Regions from separate parts of the Mus musculus genome. Here region 2 is linked to region 1. The links are chromatin contacts, called in public HiChIP or PLAC-seq maps. All regions are on one chromosome and are shown on one strand. Each heading gives the region's core, a stretch centred on a gene start, on an enhancer-like site or on the middle of the called end of the contact. The rest is flanking DNA. Distances are from core to core; before and after follow the strand shown.

The links. HiChIP or PLAC-seq counts read pairs in DNA pulled down with a chosen protein or histone mark.
Region 2: a contact with region 1 is called in an H3K4me3 HiChIP or PLAC-seq map of bone marrow-derived macrophages, with 5 times the contacts expected there. The contact joins two enhancer-like sites. A contact is called at or near these places in 6 of 39 promoter capture datasets (the 3T3-L1 cell line, hippocampal neurons, liver and 3 more), 1 of 484 Hi-C or Micro-C datasets (bone marrow-derived macrophages) and 9 of 115 datasets of contacts at active chromatin or transcription factors (VIP interneurons, bone marrow-derived macrophages, cardiomyocytes and 6 more).

The regions. Positions count from the first base shown.
Region 1 is chr17:86,492,363-86,497,872 of GRCm38.p6, reverse strand. Prkce (protein kinase C, epsilon) reads right to left here. Exons shown (of 15, transcript NM_011104.3): 9 at 4,453-4,652; 10 at 1,762-1,935. Among named protein-coding and RNA genes, the nearest start is that of Gm30284, 50 kb to the right of the region's middle. Within about 2 kb of position 2,817, at least 26 of the 459 cell types and tissues checked have an H3K27ac peak or open chromatin away from gene starts, as enhancers often do. A contact at or near this core is called in bone marrow-derived macrophages and liver, where this site is marked.
Region 2 is chr17:86,934,299-86,939,982 of GRCm38.p6, reverse strand. No RefSeq gene overlaps it. Among named protein-coding and RNA genes, the nearest start is that of Atp6v1e2, 11 kb to the left of the region's middle. Within about 2 kb of position 2,037, at least 213 of the 459 cell types and tissues checked have an H3K27ac peak or open chromatin away from gene starts, as enhancers often do. A contact at or near this core is called in bone marrow-derived macrophages and liver, where this site is marked.

The sequences.
Region 1 (5,510 bases), core at 1,568-4,067:
TCTGAAACAATTTTTTCAATGATACAAAGAAAAAAGTAGACTAAGTGGTTTTGTTGTTATTGCTTTTAAGACAAAACTTAAAACTACTGAATGTAAGCCCATGTGAAAAGAACCACAGACAATAAAGACATATCACACCTGATACTTTTCTCTTTGATCTTGAATTAAGTTCTAAATGAGTTAGATATGGTGGCTCGTGCCTATAATGCCAGGACTTAATAGGTGGAGGCAGGACTGTCCCGAGTTCCAGGCTAGTAATGAACTGAACTTCAGAATGGGGCCCCATCTCAAAACCAAAACCACAGTAGCCAAGCTGTAGTGGGAGAACAACGCCAAACCCATCTCTGCACTTGTTCTGCCACACTGGACTCTGCATTTGTACACAAACATGAACTCACACTAATCTGTTTGGTGTTACACAACACAAGTTTGAAAGAGAAATGACTTAGCCACCAATCTGAGGCTTCTCAGAAAAGAAACAGATTTTTATGAAGCAGGGTCTCTGAGGACAGTTTCATAGAGAAAGCAACCCTGGTGTTCCTGAAAAATAAGCCGCAGAGTGGCCAGGCCCTTTCAGGTGGTTCTCATTTCTGATGCCATCAGAAGGAGAGGAAAACTTTCCTAGATCAGTGTTGCTTACTGATGTCATGCGTGGGTTGATGGGGGAGAGTCGGGACCAAAATAATTGGGCAACTGTGGATTAAACTAAGGTAATCTTTCTTGGTACGCTGCAGGACTCTTCCGGGACTCCAGTGAGCTAATGTGACCTGAGACTACTGGATGGGAGCTCAGGCCACAGAGTCTCCCATTCCTAAAGCTCCTCAGACAAGCAGGGTTCTCAGAAACTGCCTCAGGGGTAAGGGTGGGGGCTGGAGCAAAGAGGCTGTCAAGTTTCTGATGGCAGGAACGGGGTCTTGTTCACCAGGACCTAGCATATAGAACACATGTATGCGTGTGCACATGCGCACACACATACACACACATACACACACACACACACACACACACACACACACACACACACACACACGAGCACCTACATACATGTCACCCTTCACTGTCTAGGACCCAGTCTGGATTGCCTTCTAAAGCACACAAATACTACAGATTCACAATGCATCCTAGAAGACTTTCTCCCATACGCATTTCCAAAAAGGAAAATAAAATAAGAATTTTTATGAAGAACATGTGCTGTTTCTGTAAGAATAATACCAAATCAGATGGGTGTGGGTGTGTGCTACAATGTCCATACACACACTCATCCTTTACTGCCACCTGCTGGCAGCCAGGTAACTTTTATATGGTTGGATTTCACTGTGGAATTCCAAGCATTTGTTTAGATTCAACATCTCCTATGACATCACACAAGGTAGAAGGATGAAGGTAGCTTTTGCTTTTTTTTTTTTTCTTCTTTTGAGCTGAAGCAGCCTAGAAGCAATCTTACTGTTGATTGAAAAGAGCTGGAACCGGGTTTACACCGCATCTGTTGGTTTTTCCAATGAGTCAACACTGGGGTTGACCATTTGGCTTTGAGTTGCCACAATCTGAAAGTGCACTATCGATCTTTCATCCCTGCACAGACACACATATGGTGTTCAATCGAACGCCTATCTCTGCAAGGGTAAAATCCACTCCACCACACTAAGTCTTGGAGAGAGGTACGCAGACGGTCAAAAGTGGTTTCTGATAGCTTAGATTCTGTGTGTTAGATGCCACGATACTACCCAAGAGGTCAGCTGGCCAGCCCCTTCTTAAGCATACCTTGGTCTGGAAGCAGCAATAGAGTTGGGTTAGATAAGGGTGTTTCCGAGCCAGAGCCAAAATCCTCTTCTCTGTCATTGTGCAGTCCACATCATCGTCTTGTAGGATAACGTCCTTCTTCAAGACCTTCACAGCGTAGACTTCATCTTTGCCTTTGAGTTCCGCCAACATGACCTGCAACCAGTTTTAACACATCTGGTCAGTCTTCACACCCACAGAACCAAATGATGTCAAATATCTAAGTGTCAATTGTTTCTTTCTTTCATTTTTAATGAAGATGTTTAGGAAGCTAACATTTTAAACGTTTAGGGAAACTACCTAAGGGGTTTTTTTTTTTTAAATCTCTGGCACAGTGCTCAGGTAAGAGAAGTTTAATGCACAGGGGCTAATTATTCATATCTTCATCTCCACTAGTGATACTGTAATTATCAGAGAACAAATGTAGCGTGCTTCCTATCTCTCCCTTGTATCTTTCTCTTCTCGCCTTTTCCCTCTTTCTTCATTTCTTTTGACAGTTCCCACTATGTAGCCCATGTTGGTCTTGAACTCATGACACTTCTGTTTCATCCAAATGCTAAAATATTAGGTGTGCCCCACCATACCACACACACATACAGACTTTCAGAAGAAGCAATATGTTATATGTATTTTCCTATAAAGTCTTCATCTCTATCATGATTGCTGGTACTCAGTTCAAAGTAAATACACTATAATTGATTCTGCTATCTCCTTCATATTAGAAACAAGTTATACCCAATTAAGTTCTATATAAGTTGCGCTGAGTGCTTTTGGACACAATTTAAAATTTTGTTTGGCATTATATCCTTGAAATAGATAGTTTTAGAACTAAAGGGTTGAACATTTTACACACTTCCCGATTTTTAAAAAAAGACTTGTTTATTTACTTATATAAGTACATGTCTTCAGACACACCAGGAGAGGGCATCGGATCCCATTACAGATGGTTGTGAGCCACCACGTGGTTGCTCAGGACCTCTAGAAGAGCAGACAGTGCCCCTAACTGCTGAGCCATCTCTGCAGCCCACATTTCCTGGTTTTTAAGAGGGCTACTTCAGAGAATAGCGTCTCTGAGCATGGGGCCGCTTTCACCTTCCCCTTCTGTTGGCTTGCTTCCTCTTCCTTGACAAACGGGAGACATTACCCTGACTCTGCTTTCAACTTGCAGTCTACCTTCCTGGGAGATTTATTTTCCAGTCGATTCTCTTTGTGGGAGAGTTTTCTCCTCTGTCTAGTTATTTGGGGTTGTTACTTCTAAGTCGGTACACATAAGAGACATAAAGACAAACCTCTTGCTCTCCGCACTGGCCCTCCCTTGCCTGCTTCATGACAAGCTGCTGCTATCTTTTCTTACTGAACATAACCTCTTTATCTGTGTGTACTTAATCGTGCCCTGTGTTTGCCTTTACAGTTTTATCCACAGTGCTGCAGGTAAAGACACAATTCCTTCCCCTGAGGGCTTATGGGGAGTCTGTTTTCTTGGCATTTGCCTATCAGTTGGCGTTTTCATTTATCTCCAAATAGTTGCAGGTCATTCTCCTTCCTGGGAACTTTGAAGAATGCTATTCCAATGTTGCCGTCAAAGTAAACCGAACATAACCCAAGGAACTTGAGAGGGTGCGGATTCTGTCACCTACAAAATACAGCCTATGTAAAACGGGCTCCAAGCTGCTTGCGATGGTGTGATTTTGCCTAAGAAGCCAGCTAAGCGCTCAGAGTCTTCAGGACCCCTATCCTGTCTACCTTACGTGCAGACCTGGGAGTTCTGAGCATGCTCAGTTCCCTAGAATCCTGCTCAGATTCAGACCTAGCCCTGCTCATAGCCTAAGCCAGAGCCACACGTAAACCAGAGGCCTGGGGTCTGTTTCTTATTAAGCTAGTTTTTAAAGAATGTGATCGATTCAGCAGTTGCCATCTGAGGAAATTTCAGTAACCTCCCTGCCAGGTGATCTCGGGACAGATAGGGCAGGTGAGTGCCTGCAGAGGCAGGCCCTGTGCCTGAGGGCTTCACGGAGCCTTCCCTCAGAATGGCCTTGGAATGGTGAATTAGGCCTTTCACTCCTGGCTGCTTCCCAGAGCCCAGCACAAATGAGAGAACCTAACTGCTACACCAGGCACGGTATTAAGACAGACAAGGAGACAGATAGACAGATATCTGAAATGCCCCTCATTTTTCTGGGCTCTTTGCATTTTGCCAGGACCATCACTGGTGGGCACAGCCCCACAAGGCATAGAGTGCAGCAGAGATCTGGGGGAAATGCCCTCAAGGGCAAAGGCCCGGATCCACTACACAATTATCCAGCTCTCCTCTCACGTGGAGAAGAAGAGCAGAATGGTTAGCAAGCACCAGGAAAATCAGTTAAGGACATTCAGCTTCCAGAGTCCTACACAGCAAGGTTTGCTCTGAACCTGGAGTCCACCAAGGACAGACGCTCAGAGCTCATGCTTAAGGTTTTCCTACTGAGAAAGCGGGATTTCACATGGCTCTCTGCACAAAGGAAGAAATGTGCACATGGAGTTGACAGTTGGGAAGAAGGGACATGCTAACACATGAAACTGCTCAGTGTGGTCCCTCCCTCCCTCCCTCCCTCCCTCCCTCCCTCCCTCCCTCTTTGCCTCTTTTCCCCATTTGATAAGTGAGAACTACTGAATCCTACGGTGATGCCCACAGACCTTGCCAAAGCTGCCTTTGCCCAACACCTTGATGAAGTTGAACTCATCCAGCCCCAAGCGCTTGGCCTGGCCTGGCCGGACTTCCCCGTTCTCTCCGGGGCTTGCCAGCTGGCCATCGGTGGCCGACGACGCTCGGTGCTCCTCTCCTCGGTTGTCAAATGACAAGGCCTTCCGAATGTTGTTTTCAAGTTCTTTTAGTTCTAGGGCCAAAGGTAAAAAGGAACTGGATTAGGACACACCTCATGAGCCATTTACATTAAGACTCAACCTTCAGGACCCATGATCATCCTTCATTTCTTCGTGGCGGCGGCAGACCCAGGGGCATCCTGTAGGTTCCTCCATCTGTCTAACATGTTTCTTTCAGTACCTAAGGTACAACAAGGCGTCAATCTGCAAAGACGAGGAAGACACAGTTCCCGATCTGTTGGGACTCATTGCCACCAAAGGCCTCTGAAGGCCTAGCAACCTTGTCCATAATTTCGGTGTGGTGAGACTACATGCCTTCCCTGGATCTCTGCAGACTCAGGGGCAACAAGGCACCCTTCCCTTCAACTTTCCTTTGAAGATGAGAACACTCAGAAGTCACCCTCACAGGCGTTCCTGGTGACAGAATCACTCACTCACTCACTCACTCACTCACTCACTCACTCACTCACTCGCGGGGGCTGTGAACTAGAACCAAAAGAACTTGAAAACAACATCTAGGAAGCCTTTGTTTTTTCTAAACGCCTTTACTTAGCCTTGAGGTTGGCTTTATGCTGAGCACTTGCCCCACACGAAGCTACCCAATAGAATGAGCCACAGGCTTATCATTAACAAAGATTAGTTTCCCACAATGGCATGCCACAAACTTATCTCTGCTGGGTCAGGAATTCCGCAGTACAATTTCTCAACTACGAGACAGTCTTGTGGCCTTCTGGAGTATGTGACCTAAATTACCTGGATGACAGTGCTGGGTGGCCCTCTGACCCTTTCTGTATGAAGAAGGTCTTTTATGGTTAGACATTCATTCGCCAACAGGAGCACTCATCTGTGTAGTATGGGTGTCCTGACATGAT
Region 2 (5,684 bases), core at 788-3,287, 440 kb before region 1:
GTGTTCCAAACCTTAACTCAGTGGAATTGTTTTTATTACTGCATGATACAAGACATAAGAAAACAGTATGGAAGTCCAGCACGATTAGCAAGCCTTAAAACTTGGAGCATTTAGTATCTGAAGTTTATAATTTGGCTCCTTTTAAAGTTACCATATGCTCACTTTTCCTGTGAATAAAAAATATGCATCTTTAAATAATTATGCACAATATATTTATTATACTTATCATTTTATGCCTAGGTTTTTCACATGAAATCATGGATCTTTGTAATTATCATTTTCTTTGTTTGCTTGTTTGTTGCAAGACAAGTTTTCTCTGTGTAGCCCTAGTGTCCTGAAACTTCCTCTGTAGACCAGACTGGCCTTGAACTCACAGAGATCTGCCTGCCTCTGCCTCTGAGTGCTGGGATTAAAGGTGTGCGCCACTACTGCCTGGCTGTAAGTTTCATTTTCAATGTCCATAAACTATTGCAAGCAACATGTTTCATAATTTAACGAACCCAGCAGAAACTGACAGCTGAATTACTTTCAAAGTTTCATTTCTGTAAATAATTCTGTAACACATTTTTAAAAAGTAAAATAGATCTGTACGTAGTATTTTGTCTAGTTGTGCTACCGAGAGATACCATAGTAAAAATACAGAGATCTGCTTTTTGAGAAAGAGAGAGAGAGATTCTTGTAATGTTGGTTGGTCTCAAACTCACCGTGTAATAATCATAGCTGACCTTCAAATCCTAACGTTCCCACCTCTACCTCCCAAGTGCTGGGAATACAAGCATGGACCACCACACCCCACACCATTTCCTAGGTGTTTTGTGTATGGGGGGGGGGTCTCCTTTTTACATGCATGCACATCGCTGGCCTAATGGTGCACACGCAGAGTTATCATGTGACTTAGAATGGTTTTATTCACTTACTTATTTTACCCGCTGCTACTGTGGTAAGCAGTAAGTGCCTGAGGGTCAGGGGGTCAGAGTCTAGATGAATAGGAACCAAACTCAAAGCAAGGCTCGACTAAATTCTTCCGTCTCAGCACTCATGCCTTGGTCAGCACTCATGCCTTGGTCAGCACTCATGCCTTGGTCAGCACTCATGCCTTGGTCAGCACTCATGCCTTGGTCAGCTGGTTAACCCTGAGATCCCTTTGGAAGGAGAGGGCTTGCCTTTCCAGGGATCCCAGAGAGAGCCTCCGTCAGCACTGGCACACGGTAAGCACGCCATAAGTACCAGCCGATCCTTTTTTTTTTTTTTTTTTTTTTTTTTTTTAATGTATACTCCATGTCAGGAAGCATTCTCAGATAAGATTTTTTTTTATTTTCTTAATTATTGTCATATGTGTTTGAGTGTTTTGAGTGAATGTATGAAAAGGGTAGTCCATATATGTGGGTGGTGTCTGGTACTCCCCAGACAGATCCTCAGGAGCTGGACAGACAGTGGTCAGTCACCACATAGGTGCTGAGGACAAAAATCAGAGTTCCCTGGAAGAGCACCAATGCTCTTAACTCCAGAGCCGTTATTCCAGTCCTGCGGTCATCATTTATAGTGACTTCCTAGTGCTGTGCTGTTTTATATACTTCAACTTATTCAATGTCACTGCATATTTTGTTTATCTTAGTAGAGCAGTGATTTTTGGGTACCTGAAGTTCTGCCCCAGTTTTAAGTATTTCCACCCCAGACTTGTGTTATCGGAGTTAAAGGGTATCATAATTTTTAAGAGGCCGCTAAAGCATATGCTAAGTTGCTTCAACAGAAGAGATTTTAAGATCAGGGCTCAAGCTTGGTTTTCAAACTGCAGCAGCAGGAACAACCCTTTCCTACCTCCCTTTTAAAGTTGTCGCGCTGGAAGGCATACACTTCAGATTCCTGAACTTTTGAGACGGTCCCTTGCTTGTGAAAGGGACCAGAGTATAGAAAGGGGAGGAGGAAGAGGAGGAGAAGGAGGAGGGAAGAGCAGGTTTGAATGTCATAAACGCCCTGTCTGACTGTCTTAGTAATTGTATCACGGCTGACAGATGCAGCAGCGGTCACGTGGCACGAGCATGACCTCATAGCTCCGGGCCTGTGCCAAGGCCCAGCAGCTGTGGGAGGAGGGGAGGCAAGGTCGGCTGCATCACCCCAAGTTGGCAAGTTACTTAAAGGAGGCTTGAGGGCCTGGGAACTCTTCTTGGTCCCCGGAGTGCAGAGGAAGGAGATGCTCCGACTTTTTCCTGATGGTCCGGAAACGATATTTCGCTGCTTCATTAGTAACTATTTGCTGCGTGCAGCTGGATGCCCAGCTCCGACTGCATGCCAAGCTCTGTGCCAGGCGATCTGCCCATTTCCTTTCCCTGCGCTCTGATTAGCCACATCTTATTGCCCAGGAAATAGGATTGGAAACAGAATGAGAAAACTTTAGGTTCAAGCCAAGAAGTGAGGACAGGACTGGCAGCTTCAGGCGCCCCCCTCCTTCCCCCTCCCACCCCCCCCCTGCTTTTGAGGTTGGGACCCTTGGGATGCGGGAAACTTCCTGAAAGAAAGGGGAGAGGCAAGATGGGACAGGAAAGCACAGCAGACAGAACTTACCTAGATCTGTAAGGCAGAGAAGGGCATTTTTGAGAGAACCATCAAGATAAGTAGATCAAAAGGACAGAATTCATAGAGTGAAGGAGCGCTCTCTTCCCACCTAACCAGCTATGACAGTTCCACTTCCCTGTAGAATGCCTGCGAAAGACTGGCAAAGACCCAGGAAACATTTACAACCCTAGGTTTTGCATGCACTCTAGACAGCTTCCTAGTACATGAAAATGCCAATTCCATCACAGGCAATCATGCCTGTGAATGTTCCAACCCCTGGATGCCTGTGTACACACACACATAAATAAATACACATACACACACACACACAAATGTGCACACACACACATGCACACACAAACCACAAGCACACACATATACACACATAACACACGTGCATACACACATACACACACAAACGCATGTGCACACACACACATTTTTCTTAGACTTCTTAAGGAACAAATCCATGCAGCTTCTTGTACATTTTTAGGCTTAAGCATTCAAATATTTTCCCTCAGTTTAAATCCTTACATGGGATACACTTTCTGGTATATTGCAAATATTGACATTTTAAAGTAAAATGGTTACAGTACTCTGAAACATGTTTCCAAATGCAACACCGCAGTGGTTGGCTACCCACTGCCATCCCTTTTAAAAATACATGAAGACGTTGGAACCATTTCATCTCTCTCTCTCTCTCCCCGGCGTCACACATTTCTACTCCATTTCTCGGTTTAGCCCACACTTTTATGAATGGAAGTCTCCTGGATCCATATCATAGCCTCGCTCACTCCAGCGTGACTATTTTTGTATACCTGTATTCATACAAAATGAGTTCGTTTAACACATTTCTTGTGACTGTTCACTCTCTCTTTATCTTTATCATTAAAAAAAATCATTTTGATAACTTTATATTTGATCGATTATACCATTACCCTTTCTAAACCCCTGAACCCTTCTCCTGAACAACTTCCTTCCCCCCTCTCTGTGTATGTGCATGTGTTCATGTGTGAGTGCCTGTGTGTGTAGGCTCATGTATGTGCATGTGTGTATTTGTGAGTGACTGTGTGCACACATGCACACAGTGTGTATGTATGTGCAAATGTATGTGTGTATGTGTGCACTTTTGTGTGCATGTGTGTGTGTGTGTGTGTGCCCTAATTCAGCTTGCTTGAATGTGTAGGGGAGAGGGTGGGTTGGCATGGGTAGAGTAAGGAGTGAGGGTAGGTTGGCATGAGTAGAGACGAGGAGTGAGATGGGTTGACATGGGTAGGGATGAGGGGAGAGGGTGGGTTGGCGTGGGTGGGGTAAAGGTGGCCTCCAGGAGGCACTGGGTAGTGTGTGGAGCCTTGTACTTAGAGGTTCCCAGTGAGCTTCTGTCAGTTTGACGCTGTTCCTTTATCTTAAAGGGCAAAGTCAAGAAAGCCAAACTGGCATGGACTTCTCAGCTCAGTTCATAGACCTCCTCTCTGTCGGTGCCTCATGTCCCAAACCTTTGGTCTCAGCTGAGACTTAGTTGAGAAAAATCGTTAAAGCTCAAGGTTTCAGGCGGCTGTGTGGCAGCTTTCTGTTTAGCCTGGAGCAAGGAATCTATGAACCATTATTTTTGAAATCTGTAATCACAGCCTGGGAAAACTCACACCCCGATTCACTAGGAATGAGCTGGGAGAGCCCTCTCACAAGTAGCACTTTTTAAGGATCTCAGCTCCTTACTTTTATAGACACCCAGCAGAAGCTTGCAAATAGAGCGTGGCAAAAACAGGCTTTTAAATGTGGATACAAAGTAGCCGGACACATGGCTCAGTGTTCTAGCCTCTTATGCTGGTGAATTATACTTCAGAATCACCCCACAGGTCAAGAATAAATTTAGAACCTACGTACTACTCTGATGGCTTCACGAGAGGATGGTAGCTGTGTGGAGAGCTGACTCCAGCCCAGGCACAGTCTTCCTCAGCTGCACCCACAGCCCATAGGTGGCTCATCTTTCAACACCAACTCTGCCTCAAATTTTGAGAGCTTGCTACATTCTACCATCATGGAGGACCCATCTGGGGAGGCACCTGCAGATCTTAGAAACAGATTCTAAACCTCTGAGGTGGGGAACTCCATGGTTTTATGTATCCCAGGGAATGTTCCAGAAAGCAAAGTCATAGTTGGGTGTGTTGCCTGGGTGAGGTACATCCCCTAAGAAAGACTGAGGCTGGAGAGCTTTGTTAGTGTGCCAGTCTAGAATAATGTCAGTCTATAATGGTGGCAGCTACATGATCTAGGGCTTTCTGCAGCTCACCCTGCCACACAGAGACAGGGAGACTCGACTTGCTTTTCTTCATTTGGGAGCTGCTTTATTAAGAGACTGTTCACCTCACATGCATTTTACCCATTTAAAAGCGTACAATTCAAATGCTTTTAGTATATTTGTAGAGCTGTATAGCCAATTACCACCACGATCAGTTTCAGAACCATTCAAGACCCCAAGGGAAACTCTGTACACTTTGGCTGTCACCCCACAATTTCCCTGTTCCTATAATCTTAATCAAGCACTTTATTTCTCATCATTGTGGAATAATACGTGGATGACCTACATTTTACTACCCACCTACTACACACAATGGGCTTTTAGGTTGCACAGAGCACTGTGCGCTGGCATTATCAGCTGCCCCTGAATTGCACAGTGGACTTACCTTCCCAGCCAGGCCCCACTGTGATTCTCTTGGCACCATGATCAATGCCCTCTCTGCCTTACCTTGCCAGTGCAGGAGCTGTTTAAACCCAAGGATGGAGCAGACAAGGCTCTCCTTGCAGAAGGGCACATGCTCTCCTGGGTACCCCAGGAGCTCTCCCTGTAGCTTGGAAACTCCCTTGTGTGGGTTCATCTCCACATCTTTCTCCATAGACGAGGCTGGAAAGAGACACTCACTCAGTGTTGGTGCAGAGCACAGGTGGGTCCACGTAAAGAGAGCACCTGTCCTTGTACGACTTTCTTTATATTGGCTTCATCCTCAGGTAGCTTTCCTAAGGCAAAACAAGACAGCTACTAGGAATTCTGTGCATTTCTTCCCACAGCTTAGTGCCCCAGTCACAAAGTGAGAGGGGACTGCTGCCGCTGCCCAGCAGCCCTCCTGGGTTTC